Linked DNA regions of Mus musculus: regions 1, 3 and 4 are each linked to region 2. The links are chromatin contacts, called in public HiChIP or PLAC-seq and promoter capture Hi-C maps. All regions are on one chromosome and are shown on one strand. Each heading gives the region's core, a stretch centred on a gene start, on an enhancer-like site or on the middle of the called end of the contact. The rest is flanking DNA. Distances are from core to core; before and after follow the strand shown. Region 1 overlaps Crybg2 (crystallin beta-gamma domain containing 2). Region 2 holds the start of Extl1 (exostosin-like glycosyltransferase 1). Region 3 holds the start of Rps6ka1 (ribosomal protein S6 kinase polypeptide 1). Region 4 holds the start of Man1c1 (mannosidase, alpha, class 1C, member 1).

Region 1 (3,362 bases), core at 419-2,918, 290 kb before region 2:
CACCCACAGGCCCCTCTGTCCCTAGTCCCATGTTGGGTGGCCCTGCACCTGAGGGCAGAGATGGGGGAATACCATAGATCAGTTCCTTGGTGCCTCACTGGCCCAGAGCTCCTACTGGAAACTGGACTGGAGGAGAGAGGGGACTAACCTGAGGTGTGGCACAGGGTCAATGGGAGAGAAAAGGGGAAATATGGGGCTGCAATTCTTAGGAGTCTTAGGATCAAGGAAAATCTAGATTTCCCAGGTCTTAATTTGTCTTTAGCCACCTCTGGACTAGCCTTTCAGCCATGTCTCTTTTGCAGGGCTGCCCAAGCGTGGAGAAGCCAGGGGAACCCAAGGTAAGGGGGACAGACCAGATCTAAGGGTATTTGGTGTGTCTGAGTGGTTGTCACTGTGACCAGGACAGGAGATCCGGGCCTTGAGGGGCTGAGGGCACAGGAGTCTAGGTGGGCTCATCAGTTTATGGCTTTGGTGTGTGAATCTGGCTAGAGGTCGGAGCACACAGGCAGCAATGCTCACAGGGAGGATGGGGGCTCCAGGTTGGTGTTGTGTACAGCCATTCCTAGAAAGCCAGATTCACCTTTTATCACCGGGGCTCCCCTTTCATCCAGGCTGTGGTGTATGAGGCACCAGGTTTTCAGGGGCAGAGCTGGGAAGTAAGCAGAGACATCTACAACCTTCAGCAGCCTGAGGACAGCCAGAGTCCCCAGCTGACCTCCGTGGGGTCCCTGCGAATCCTTGGGGGCTGGTGAGGATTGAAGAGATTTCTTCTATCTGCCCTGTCCCTGCATGTTTTTACCCTTGGTGGGTGGAGAGTGACTGGGGCTGTCTGGTAGATTCACCGGTGTCTTGGCCTATCTTTCCCCTTCCCCTAGCTGGGTAGGCTATGAGAAGGAGGGCTTCCGGGGTCACCAGTACCTACTAGAAGAGGGCGAATATGCTGACTGGTCAAACTGGGGAGGCTACGATGAGCTGCTGACCTCCCTGCGGGTCATCCGGACGGTGAGCAGAGGCAATTGGGCTGCTTGGCCACACCCCAACGTCCACAGCACAATTTGAGAGAAGAATTTGCACCCCTCAGTCTGTTCTCCCCGGCAGAATGCCCCCCAAGAGCTAGCCTCCCTCCTGTGGCTTTTCCCCAGCATATGCCTCACACCTAATCCCGGGGTGGGTGGTTTCCCTGAGATCTGGGCACTCCTACGGGTTTGCATCGTTGTCTGGGAGAAACCTGACTGTCTCGGGGGGCCCCAGGACTTTGGAGACCCGGCCGTGGTGCTGTTTGAGGACATGGACTTCCAGGGACACAGAGTGGAGGTGAGTTCTGCACTGCCGGATGTGGAGCTAGCCCAGCACGGACCCAGCACGCAAGCCATCCACGTGCTCAGCGGCGTGTGAGTAATCCCCGCCCCAGGCGCAGGGCGGGCCCAGGAGCATTGCGGACCCCGCCCTCGCCGACCCATCCCACGCCCTCCCCGCAGGTGGGTGGCCTATGAGCGGGTTGGCTTCTCCGGCGAACAGTTCATCCTGGAGAAGGGCGTGTACCGTAACTGCGACGACTGGGGCTCCGGCAATTGCGCCCTTGGCTCCCTTCAGCCAGTTGTGCAGGTGTGTATCTGAGCGATGGGCGTGACCGGGGGCGGGCCGTTGGGCGGGGCCAGGTGGCTCGCCCTGGCTGCTTAGTTAAGGCAGGAAGAGGAAGGTCTTGGCCAGGAGGGACGGAGGCAGGAGGGTGGGCAGGATATTGAGGGCGGGAACTGGGGCTCAGTGCCCCGTAAGGGGGCGGGGCTATGAGCAGTAACATCTTAGGGGCGGGGTCTCAATAGGGGCGGAGCCTGTCGATGCTGGACTGAGGGATAGCCACAATGGTTTTGAATCTCAGTGGCTGCGGGTAGAGGCTGGCCTCCTCCTTCAGTCACAGCGCTGATCTCTTCCTTCAGGTGGGGGAGAGCGATCTTCACTTTGTCACGAAGGTAAGGAGGCGGCTGCACGGAGATCTGGTAGGCTCTTCACAGCCTTCGTGTCAAAACTTCCCTTGGCCTTTACCCTTGCCCCTCGCCTCTTTTTTCACTCTAACCTCGTCACCTCTCTGTCTTCCAGATTCAGCTTTTCTCAGGCCCCAACTTTCTGGGCGACCACATTTCCTTTGAGGATGACCAAGCCTCTCTGCCTGCTTCCTTCCATCCCCAGTCATGCCGGGTCCACGGTGGCAGGTGAGCAGGTGGATTGGGTAGAGCCCAGAGTGCTGGGAGAGGCAAGGGGAGAAAGGAGTCAGGTCAGGCAGCTCACAGCCATCCTAATTCTAGTTCCAGCTACTCCCTAGAAGTCTAGCTACTCCCTAGAAGTCTAGCTACTCCCTAGAAGTCTACAGGAGCAGTTTACCTTCTTACCACTGCATTGGCCATACGTCCATACAGGCTAGACACTCATACAAATAAAATAAGTTGTTTTGTTTAAATCTAAAGAGTAGCCAGGCAGTGGTGGCACACATTTAATCCCAGCACTCGGGAGGCAGTGGCAGGTGGTTCTCTGTGAGTCTAAGGCTAGCCTAGTCTACAAAATGAGTTCCCAGACAGCCAGGGCCACACAGAAAGAAACCCTGTTTCGAACTTTTAGAGCAGGTGCCTGTGTTACAGGAAAGCTTTGGGGATGTTTGGAGGGGGGGAGGGGGAGCCATAGAAAGGCTCTCCACACCCACATAGGCACAGGTCAGTGGCATAGTTACATACATAGACCCTGTCCATGTCCAGCGGATTAGCTGCTGCTCTCGGGACCCAGTGAAGGTCACAAATGGCCTTGCTTGACTTGACCCCGTTCTGTCCACGAATCTTCCTCCCCTCCTTGTTTGCTACTATATGTTTGTTTGAAGGAACGTAACCATCTTACTCATATGCTTCCCATCTTCTCTCTCTCTCTTTCTCTCTCTATCTCTCTCTTTTTCCACAACTGGCAGCTAAATTGAGGGATAAGTTGTCTGATTTTTGTTGGCAAGTCTGTGTAATGATGACATAAACTTGCTATTGCATAGGTGTGAGACCCATGAGTCTTGCCTTTCCTTTTACCAGAGGGTAATTACCAAATTTATTCCTTCTTCTTTAATTAAAACATTTATTTATATGCATATGTGTCCATGGGTATCTGTGGAGATATAAGGACATCAGATCTCCTGGAATAGGGTTTACAGGTGGTTGGTTGTAAGCTGCCTGAGACGGGTCCTGGGAACTGAACATGGGCCCTCGGTAAGGGCAGTATGCACTTTGAACTGCTGAGCCTGTACCAGGAAAGCAAAATTTTTTGAGATAGCATCTCACCATGTAGACCAGGCTGGCTTTGATCCCGTGGAGATCCACCTACCTTCGTCTCCT
Region 2 (3,312 bases), core at 436-2,935:
CCTTCACTCCATCCTCTGGATCTGCTCCTGTCCCAGCCGCCTCCCACTCAGGAGTTCCCTCCCACTCAGCGGCTCCCCAAGGGTAGGTTTACTTACTGCTGGGGTCCAGGGTCTTGCTCACAGTGCCTGTCCCAGAGGCAGGCTGAGGCGTGGGTGCTTGTGATACGCCACCTGCCTTTCTCCTCTGCTACCGCCAGTAAGGTGGCCCCAGGTTGGGGACTGTGCTGCTGCAGCTTGCCGGGAGCCCCACCTCGCAATGGGTGAGCTTCGGGGAGATACGGGAGCGCTAAATCGAAGCCCGGTCGGAAGATGTCCGAGGAGGGGCTGGCCTCAGCTACCATCGCCTGTCCCAGCCTGGTGCAAGGGGCTGGGTAGAGACTCAACACCAGATGGTTCCGGCCTCCGTTCCAGTTCGGAGGCAGGGGCCCGCAGGCTCCTCTACGATCCTGGCTGGGGAGAAAAAGGAGAAGGCAAGCGTCTGCTGGGCTGAGTGCAGAGTAGCGGGAGCCTTCCAAGGAATCCAGGATCCTGCGCTGAGCCTCAGAGGTCGGACCAGCCGGGGAGTGCACAAAGATCTTGAGGACCTTTCCCCTACACTTGGAGGTGTCAAAGCAGGCTCCCCAGGTGCAGCTGCTTCCCCGAGAGACCCGAGGGAGCTGTGCGACATCTTCTGGGTTCGTCTCAGACTGGGAGAAACTCTGTAAGAAGGCAGCATCCAGCCAGCGGGGCCAGCCTTGGGAGCGCCCTGGAAGAGGACCGGGCAACACTGCCAGGCGAAGGGGGAAGACTCCTAGGAGGACGAGGAGGAGCCAGAAGGCTGACAACGCCAGCCAGAAGGACTTTCTTCTCCACAGCATGTGGCCACCAACAGCTAGGACTAGAAGGAAGTGAGGAATTTCTGTAGCAAGTGGAGGAGGCGACCCCAGGCAGGAGGGAGCTGGAAATCAGCCTTCTGGTCCAGCGCTCTCACCATTGAAGGCAGGTCCCCTAGCTAAGTTCGACTAACCATTGGCCACCTGTGGGATTGACCCCTCGTGGGAAGTCCAAGGAGGCTCTGGCTTTCTAAATTTGCATTCCCACTCTCCGACTGCTTTCTCTACCTTCACACAACCTTGCCACCCTTTGCCCTCTCATCGGGACCTCTGCCCTGGGCCACTGCTCGGGCTGATGCAACCCTTGTCCAGACCACAAGATCGTGTCCATTTGCGCTCAGGACTGCACCCCTGATCTTACCCTTGACCCAAGGGCAGGCTATCTATGGAGAACTGTCTGGGTTCATGGGGAGTGGGTATCGGGAGGGGGTGGCCAAGGATGATGTAGAAGGAGGCAGGACTGTCCTCTCCCACTCTTCCCTCTGCCCCAAAAGCTCTTGAAAAAAACCCTGGCTACCCCTGTGTTTGGTGGCTGGCCTTCTGTGGCAGAACTATAAATAGACCTTGTGTCCATGTGGGCCACCAGAGCCAGCTGAAGTTGGAGCCGGAGTGCATCCCATGCCCGCCGCCTGGGGAATGAGAAGGTTCGGAGTGTGGTCTTCTTCCCCTCGGCTATGGCCCCTAACCCAGGCAGCTGCTCTGCACCCTCCGGCTAGGAGCTGTCACAGGGCAGAGGGCAAGACCTACGCTCCAAATTCCTGTTCCTGCCCCACAGGTCCAGCCGGCAGCTCCAGGTCCCACTCCAGAAGGTATCAAGTCGGTCCAGCTCTCTTTCGCAGCAGCAGCAGCCTGGCCACACCCCCGCCAGCTCTGATTGGCTCCTGGCTAGGAGGCAGGGTTTCCACTTAACCCCTTGCAACCTCTTTCGCTGGGGTACCGTTTCGTTTCTTTTTCCTTTTTTTTTTTTTTTGAGACGAGGGGGGTGGGGATGTTCCTGTAGCCCCGGTTGGTTTCAAACCCACCTTGCAACCAAGGACTTTGAGTCCCTGATCAATCTGTCTTCACCTCGGAGTGCTCGAATGCCAGCTACCTGCCATCACGCCTGGCTCTGGAAGATTAATAATGGTCAGGAGGGCACCATACCTCACTGGTGGCTGTGGATTGACAGTTTGCTTCTCTCCAAGGTCTTTACCAGTGATCCAAAGTAGATGTTTATCTGCCTTTCCCCCCCCCTTTTATTACGATTATCATTGTCTATTTTTAGAATTGATGTTGTGGTACTGGGAGTAGAACCCAAGGCTTTGTGCACACTAGACAAGTATTCTATCACTGAATTACATCACCAGCTCTTTTGTCTTTTTTACTATTGAGAAAAATGAAGCGCAGAGCAGGGATTGCCTTTCTTAAGGTGACCCAGCTTTGATGTGTCCAGGTGAAGATTTGAACTCAGAGCCTGGCCTGATGGGGCCTCTTCTTGTCCCCTCGGCCACTGAATGGAGCTGGGCAGTGTCTACCTGCATCTTTAAAATGGATTAACATCATTCCCTTGGAGGGTTGCTATTGTAGGTCCTACAAGAGCACTTGGTGGGGTGTCCTTCAACAAGGAAGTATCCTTCCGCTGGCCTCTCCTCCTTGGTGAGCAGCCTGAGGGCAGGGCACAGTGAGGTGCCCAGGAACATCCTCAAAATGGGATCAAGAAGAATCTGGCCTCTTGCAGTAAGAGGTAGGTCGCTCCGTGATAGACAGCTGCTCAGGCAAACCGCAGGCTTTCTCACGCAGGAGACAGGTGTGGGCATGCGCTGTTGCCATCCCACCAGGCTTGGAATTGGCAGAAGGTTCCCTTCCTCTAGGAAGCGGCTGAGACTCCTGAGTCAGAGCCAGGACCCTCCTTCAGGGGCTCAAGCTTGCTCTGGCCACATCCATGTTCAATCATCTAAGAGATCCTTCGCATCCTAACTTGGACCAGGTTCCCAGGGAGGCACTGGAAGTGCCATGCTGAATAAGAGTAATAGTGTAGGTGACTATGTCCTGAGCACGCTGGAAATGACTATAAAGGAGATATTACTATCATTCCCATTTTACAGAAGAGAAAGTTGAGGCTCAGGGAACTTGAGTAACTTTGCCTGTATTCCCATGGCTTAGCCAGGTCCTAAGCCATCTATCTATACATCTTCTCTTTTATTCTGAGGCAGTGTTTCTCTATGTAGCCAAGAACACACTATATAAACCAGGCTAGCCTTGATCTTGCGTGTCTCTGTGTCCCCTGTGCTAGGATTAAAGGTATATGTTACCATACCTGGCCATTCATTTTAAAAACATATTTATTTTTATTTGGTGTGTATGAGTGTTTGCCTCTGTGTGTGTGTGTGTGTGTGTGTGTGTGTGTGTGTGTGTGTGTGTGTGTGTGCCTGTGCATGCCTGTCTACAGTATTACAGTATG
Region 3 (3,387 bases), core at 168-2,667, 480 kb before region 2:
GGATCCCAGAACAATTTACTCCAAATTGCGCCTTCAGGTTGGTTACCTAATCCAGCCGCGCCCACCCTCCAATAGCCAGTGTAGCCCATCCCTTTAAAGGGGCAGCATGCCCTGAGTGCCTGGAGACTTGGGGATCTCACTGTGGATCCTCTCTCTGCCCGTGGTCCTGAGAGACAGGGCTCACAGTGACTGACCTGAGGTACCAAGCATAGGTAAAGGGGTTCAAGCCAGGAGAAAAAGCATCTAGGTTCTGGGATCAAGTGAGGTCTCCTGTACCCCAGCCTCCTGTACCCCAAAACAGCTCCAGTGAAGGAAGGCAGAGTTTCACCTGCCTCCTTCGCAGCAGGAGAGCAGGGAAAGTTTTAAAGTTGCTGGTTCAAAACTTGACCTTGATCCCAGGGTGACAGGACAGCACAGAAGTGGCCTCCTGCATGCTCAGGGTTGGACCACAAAGCCCTCAAAAAAGACAGGAGTTGCTTCTGGGAAAGGCTAGGTGGCAGAAGCCATACTGCCCAAGGGCTCAGCCTTTTTCTACAGGAAAGGAAGGAGGGAGAGAGGAAGACGGAGGCAGAGTCTCTTCTACAGAGACAGTCTTCACAAGATCTAAGGACTTTCCCCACTCTTCAGCATAATCTGAAGTAGGAAGACCCGGTGTCATTAGCTTTAGGGCAAAGGAAAGCAGGCTCCAACTCCAGAGGTGGTATCGTCCCACGTTCCATAACTGCCTGGGATTCAGCAGGGCTACCTTCCTAAGGTCAGAAGTGGAGGAACGAAGAGAGGTCTTGGGGAGAGGTTAAGGTGAGAAACCGGATTCCCATGATCCTTGTCTCTAGTAGAAGCCTAGACATCTGACCCAAGCCTTTCTCCCTTCTGCACTGATTGGGGCAACTCCCACAGCTACTAAAAGATGATAAGCGGGATGGGTCCTAGGTGTCAGATCTCAACACACCGTGGAGATTCCTCTCCTGGCTACTGCAGGGAGGTACTGAGAGCCCAGCAGAACCATCCCCTACACACGCACACCCGGAGCACAAGGGGGTGGAGCCGGACAGTGAGCTAGAGACCGGAGGGCACTCACGTCCCCGCGGGGCTGCAGAGACGCCGCGGGCCGCCCCCGCCCCGCCCCGGTGCGGATCCGGGCTGGCCGGCCGCCGCCGCCTGTCCCCCCAACCCCCGCCCCTCTCACTCACCTCCGGGTCCAGCGGCACCAGCTCCATGAGCGGCCAGGGCTCCTTGAGCTGGGCGAGCGGCATCGCGCCGCTGCCGGACCGCCCGCGCTCCTCCCGGCGGCCCCGGGCAGCGCTGCCTCTGGGCCACGGGGTCCCTGCTGCTACACCGAGACCCCCGCACGCCCCTGAGCCCCTCGCGCTCTGGATGGGCCGTCCGCCGCCGCCGCGGCACTCGCACTTCGGCTCGCTCCGTCACCCGGCGCCGCCGCGCCCATTGGCTACCTGCGCGGGGGCGGGGCCTGAGTAGCCCCGCCCAGTCCCCCCACGGCGCGGCATTCCCGGCGCGGACCCCCGCCCCCAACGCGCCGGGAGTCAGCCTTGCCTTCACGAGAGACCCCAGCCCACTGTCGGCCCTGCCCACCGGAGGCTCCGCGGGTTCCGTTTTCCCGGGCTTTGTGCCGCTTTGCAGACCTCGCTGGGGCCTCCGTTGTCCTGTCCTAGCAGCCTTTGGGATGTTAACCCAGATGTGCCTTCTCCCTCCAGGGGGAGGGGCTGCCACCCCACATTTACATGGGACGTCCTGGGCCTGATCCCGACTGAGGCGTGGAAGGAGCCTGGGCCTTGTGCCCTCTGGCTCTCAGCTCTCCAAGCCCTTAGGATCGCCCCCTTCCGAAAGCTTGTGCACATCACGGGAGCCCACACTTTGGGGTCTCCATGTGATCCCCGGGTCCCAAGCCAGCCAGCGCCAGGACCCACAGCGCCCCCAGGGTGATTTCCTAATACGCATTTTTTTTTCTCCTTCCTAGTCTGTTGTGCCCTATCACTTGAGGGCGCTGGTTTCAGGCCAGGTCCGCGCCTCTTCCGTGGCAGACCAGATTGTGGTCTGACTTGAGCAGGAGTCCCTGGAAAGAAGGCAAAATCCAGTTCTGGTGGGATCAGGATTCTCTCCAGTAAGATTTGGCCTGCTCTTAAGGAGATTTTAGGCCCCAGGTGTCGTGAGACTTACTCTCAGGTGAAAGACAAGCTGGCTCGTTTATTAAAAGCCTCCAGCGAAGACAGGCGTCATTGATAGGGAATTTATTTTTTGTTACGTTTCCTTGCTTGGTTATGGCCATGGAACCCAGGCTTTGCCGGCCAGGTCGTGTTGAGTATCTCCGACCTCCACCTTCAGGCAGCTTGTGATTTTTTTTTTGAGACTCCACCCCATCCTAGTAGACACCCTAAGCTATTTATCCGAAGTCACACAGCAGGTCAGGAGCACACTGGTGTTTAAAAGAGTGTGGGGTGGGTCCGTGGATGGACTCAATGGGTAAAAGAGCTTGCCTTCCCTGAGTCTGATCCCCAGGCCCCATGTGGTGGAAGAGAACCAACTCATAAGCAGTCCTTTGACCTCCACAAATGTGCACAGGGACAACCTTCCCCGATAAAGACATTTTAATGCAGTACATTTTTAAGTGGAGAGAAGTCACTCACGCCTCTAATCCTAGCAGTAGGGAGGCAGAGGCAGGAGGATCTCTGTTCAGGGCTAGCTTGGGCTACTTAGCCAATTCTAGGCCAGCCAGGGCTACACAGTAAGAACCTGTATCAAAACAAAACAAACAAACCCCCCAAACCCCAAAAACCCAACTAAGTAAATAAATAAATGAATAAATAGAAATAAATTTAATCCAGGAGATTCAGGCCAGAGGATTGTGACTTTGAGGCCAGTGTGGACTGCATAATAGAGATGTTGTCTAAAAATCAAAAATTAAATTAAATCAAAAAAGAAATAAAAACAGATGCTGTTTTCCCAGTAAGCATTTATAATCTCACTGCGGAGGCTACTGACACAGGATCTCATTGGTCAGCCAGGCAAGCCAAATAGGTGAGTTCCAGGTTCAAAGAGAGACTCACACAATAAAAAGATAAACCTGTAGCCTAGACATACATGGTCACTCACATGCACATGTTCAGACATCCTCATGCACAGGTACCACAGACACATGCATACATACATGCAGACACATGCACACAGACATGTGCACACATGCATACACTCACATGCACAGACACATGCATACATACATGCAGACACATGCACACAGACATGTGCACACATGCATACACTCACATACACACAGACACATGCATACATACATGCAGACACATGCACACAGACATGTGCACACATGCATACACTCACATACACACAGACACATGCATACATACATGCAGACAC
Region 4 (3,105 bases), core at 412-2,911, 330 kb after region 2:
ACTAAGGACCTAAAATCCACTCCTACTAGCAACCCATCAGGGAAAGCCTGGAGCCCACCAGGGCTAGGAACTTAAAGGGGACGGGGGTGGTGGGGGGGGGGGGAATCCACCTGGAGGTTGGTAGGAGCCATGAACTAACCTAGTTATCCTAAAGTAGGCACCAAGCAAAGAGAGTAACTTCGGATTGAGGGGCGGTGCTGCGGCCTGCCTGAAGGGTCTTGGGCAGACCAGGAGCCAGGAGAGGCCAAGAAGGTGGGGAATCGCTTGCAGCTAGAAGTCTTGGCGGGAGGTGTGTGTTGGGGGGGGGGGTGCTTACCTCTTTGATTTTCTCTCGCTGAGCTCGCACCAGACTCTGGGACTCCTTACTCTCATCAGTCCTTGTCCCCAAGACCGGGTGTCGAAGGCGGCTGCGGAAACCATTGTAGTCGAAAGTGAACCGGACGCTCTCTTCCTGCGGCCTGAGGGCTGCAACCCTGTTGCCTTCCTCCCGGGGCCCGGTGGGGCGGGTTCGCCGCAGCCACCCTTTCCTACGGAGAACACCGACCAGGCGGCTGGGATCGTCCTCACCCGGGGCCGGAGCCGCAGGGGCAGGGTTGGGAGGCGGCTCCTGCTCTGACACCGAGTGGTGACCGGCGATTTCGGCCATCACCTCCAGGCCGGGCTGTTGGGTCCGCGAGGCCGAGAAGAGGCGCTTGAGGCGAGAGGAATGGGGCAGAAGGAACAGGGCGCCAAAGCACAGGGTGACGAGGCCCGAGAGGAAGAGCAGGAAAAGGAACTTCTGCGGCAGCCGCAGCCCCCACGGCGAGGCCGGGACGAAACCCGGCACTTTCCTCACCAGCATCGCGGCGCGGCCAGCAGGAGGGGGCTGTCAGCTCCGCCCGGGGCCCCGGGAGTCCTCAGAGTCCTCAAGGGTGGGGAGCAAGAGTGAAGTGGCTGGGGTCCCCGAGCAAGGCTGCGCACCTCGAGGCCGCCGCTTCGGGACCCGCCCGAAGTTCAGGGAGTTTGGAGCGAGTCCTCCCGCGCGGGGGCGGGGGCGCGGCGGCCTCGGCGGGGCCCGGGCGAGGGGGGCTGCTCGGCTGGAGCCCGGGCCCGCCGTGCGCCGCAGCCTGCCCTCCGCCTGATCCACGGAGCCCGCGCCCTCCCGCGCCTTCCCGCGCCGGAGTGGTCACATGCCGTCCGCGACGCCCTCGCGGAGGGTGCGCAGGACGCAGGCCCCGACCCGCCGGCACCCGAAGTTTCAGCCTCTGGAGCAGTTTGCAAAGGGAACCCCCGGGGCTTGCAGGGCGAGCGCAGCTCCTAGAGCGCGAGCCCAGCCGGTGGTGACGGCGCAGGGCCCGGCGGTCGGGACACGTCCACAACTTTGCTCCGCCGCGCGCGGTTGCCGCTCCCGAGGCTGCGCGGGACCCAGGGGCTTCAGATGCTCGCGCGGGGAGAGGGATACCCGGGAAGCGCGTGCGAAGCCTGCAGCTGGCCTCTGTCAGCCCTGGGCCTGCCGCTGAGCCAGGAAGCCTTGGCTCCGGCGCCGCAACTCGGGAGGGCGCGGGTCTCCTGCTGCGATCACCTGTTCCCGGCCCCGCGGCTCCGCTAGCCGCGCAGGCTCACCCGCCGCAGCTCCAGACGGGCCGCCGCTGCTCCGGCTCTCACTGCGACAGCGCCGCTGCCCCGCCCCCCGCCAGCCACGCCCTCAGGCCACGCCTACAGCGCGCCTCGCGCCCCTCCTCTCCGCCCGCCGCGGCACCGCAGTTCGGCCAATGGGGAACCTAGCCGGGAAAGATGGGCGGGTCACAGTCTGGGCCACGCCCCCCGCTCCAAATGCTGGCGCTGCGCTCCCCCATCCTGCTAGCTCCAATGGTCCAGCTGCGCGCTGTGGAGAGGGCGGGGTGCAGAGCGGAGAGAGGTCATTGGCTGCTTCCGAGGGATCCCCGATGGGCCACAATCACCCATTGGTTTCTGCCCAGCGTTCGCTGGACTCCGAAAGACCGAGACGCCCCCTCCACCGCCCACCTCCGCCTAGCGCCGCTCTGTGTTTCGGTCTCCCCCCGGAAGGGCCAGGAGACCAGGTTGTTCTGTAAGGCGCTGCCCATCGTTGGGCGACCCTGTCACTTCTCAGCACCAGCCGGGGATTGCCAGGTTGCTGGTAGCCAGGGATGCCCAGAGCTCAGACCAGCCGCGGTAGTACAGCTGCTTCGCTCTGGGGGGGATGGGGATGGCTGGACCAAACCCGAGAGCTGTGGCTGTGGTTATGTCTGGCTGAATCAGTATTTCCAGGGTTCCTCGCAAACCGCCACCAAAAATGTGGCCAAGGCCCTTGGGTGGGGTTGGCGAGGGATGCTAACATGAGAAGCAAGAAGAGAGAGGGACAGACAGAGAGAGAGGCGGGGACCTGGACATATGCACGGGTCATACATAGGATATGCATGTATGTGAACATTTGCATTTTTATGCATACAGAGGCTACCTTGTGGGTGTGTGCTTACATGCAAATATACACTTAATTTCAGCACGGACACCCTAGCAATTATGCCAAAGTGTATCTAGACAGGTCTATATAAGCAAAACATTGACGTGCACAGGCATACCCAAGCCACCTCCACAAGCCCACACATACACCGGCATGTGTTATCAGACACCGTGTGCCCCTGCCCCAAGACACATGCATCCGTGGACTTTAGTCCTTCCCTTGCTGTTAAACCTCACACCGGGGGCCAAAATAACACTGCTGTGTGGGTCTCTCATGCAAAACTCTTTATAGAGACAACAGCATAGGGAGAGACAAATTAAGAGGTATAATAGGCAAGGGGGAAAATATCTGCTTTCAGCTGCAATTTGAAAGACAGAAAATACTGCAGGGACGCCTTTCCCGGAGAGGAGGCAGCCCAGGCAGGCTCTCACCTCATAAATCTTTCTTCTTCCCTGAGGCTTTCTGCAAATGGGCTACTGAGGCTTGCTTCTAACCCTGGCCAAACCATTGCCAGCACGCCCACTCCTGACATTTAAATACCCCTGGCATATAAATTTCTCTCTGCTGAAAATAAAAGATAAAAGACTACTGTCGCTAACAGGTGCAAATATTTTGGTCACCGGAGATGAATAATTTCTCCCAAT

What was found. Promoter capture Hi-C pulls out the DNA fragments that hold promoters and counts their contacts. HiChIP or PLAC-seq counts read pairs in DNA pulled down with a chosen protein or histone mark.
Region 1: an H3K4me3 HiChIP or PLAC-seq map of embryonic stem cells shows a contact between it and region 2, with 2.5 times the contacts expected there. The contact joins the enhancer-like site here to the promoter of Extl1 in region 2. A contact is called at or near these places in 4 of 115 datasets of contacts at active chromatin or transcription factors (bone marrow-derived dendritic cells, bone marrow-derived macrophages, embryonic stem cells and 1 more).
Region 3: a contact with region 2 is called in a promoter capture Hi-C map of pre-B cells, with 2.5 times the contacts expected there. The contact joins the promoter of Rps6ka1 here to the promoter of Extl1 in region 2. A contact is called at or near these places in 1 of 39 promoter capture datasets (pre-B cells) and 2 of 115 datasets of contacts at active chromatin or transcription factors (embryonic stem cells and large pre-B cells).
Region 4: a contact with region 2 is called in a promoter capture Hi-C map of liver, with 7 times the contacts expected there. The contact joins the promoter of Man1c1 here to the promoter of Extl1 in region 2. A contact is called at or near these places in 3 of 39 promoter capture datasets (liver and stem cell-derived epiblast-like cells) and 2 of 484 Hi-C or Micro-C datasets (both in embryonic stem cells).

The regions. Positions count from the first base shown.
Region 1 is chr4:134,080,478-134,083,839 of GRCm38.p6, forward strand. Crybg2 (crystallin beta-gamma domain containing 2) reads left to right here. Exons shown (of 20, transcript NM_001162970.1): 8 at 303-338; 9 at 612-748; 10 at 876-1,002; 11 at 1,252-1,391; 12 at 1,479-1,605; 13 at 1,938-1,970; 14 at 2,098-2,210. Among named protein-coding and RNA genes, the nearest start is that of Cd52, 13 kb to the right of the region's middle. Within about 2 kb of position 1,669, at least 220 of the 459 cell types and tissues checked have an H3K27ac peak or open chromatin away from gene starts, as enhancers often do. A contact at or near this core is called in bone marrow-derived macrophages, embryonic stem cells and memory CD8 T cells, where this site is marked.
Region 2 is chr4:134,370,862-134,374,173 of GRCm38.p6, forward strand. It overlaps Extl1 (exostosin-like glycosyltransferase 1), which reads right to left and starts at 1,686. Exons shown (of 11, transcript NM_019578.2): 1 at 97-1,686. The coding sequence starts at 857.
Region 3 is chr4:133,886,380-133,889,766 of GRCm38.p6, forward strand. It overlaps Rps6ka1 (ribosomal protein S6 kinase polypeptide 1), which reads right to left and starts at 1,418. Exons shown (of 22, transcript NM_009097.5): 1 at 1,191-1,418. The coding sequence starts at 1,253.
Region 4 is chr4:134,702,629-134,705,733 of GRCm38.p6, forward strand. Man1c1 (mannosidase, alpha, class 1C, member 1) reads right to left here and starts at 1,662. Exons shown (of 12, transcript NM_207237.3): 1 at 317-1,662. The coding sequence starts at 841.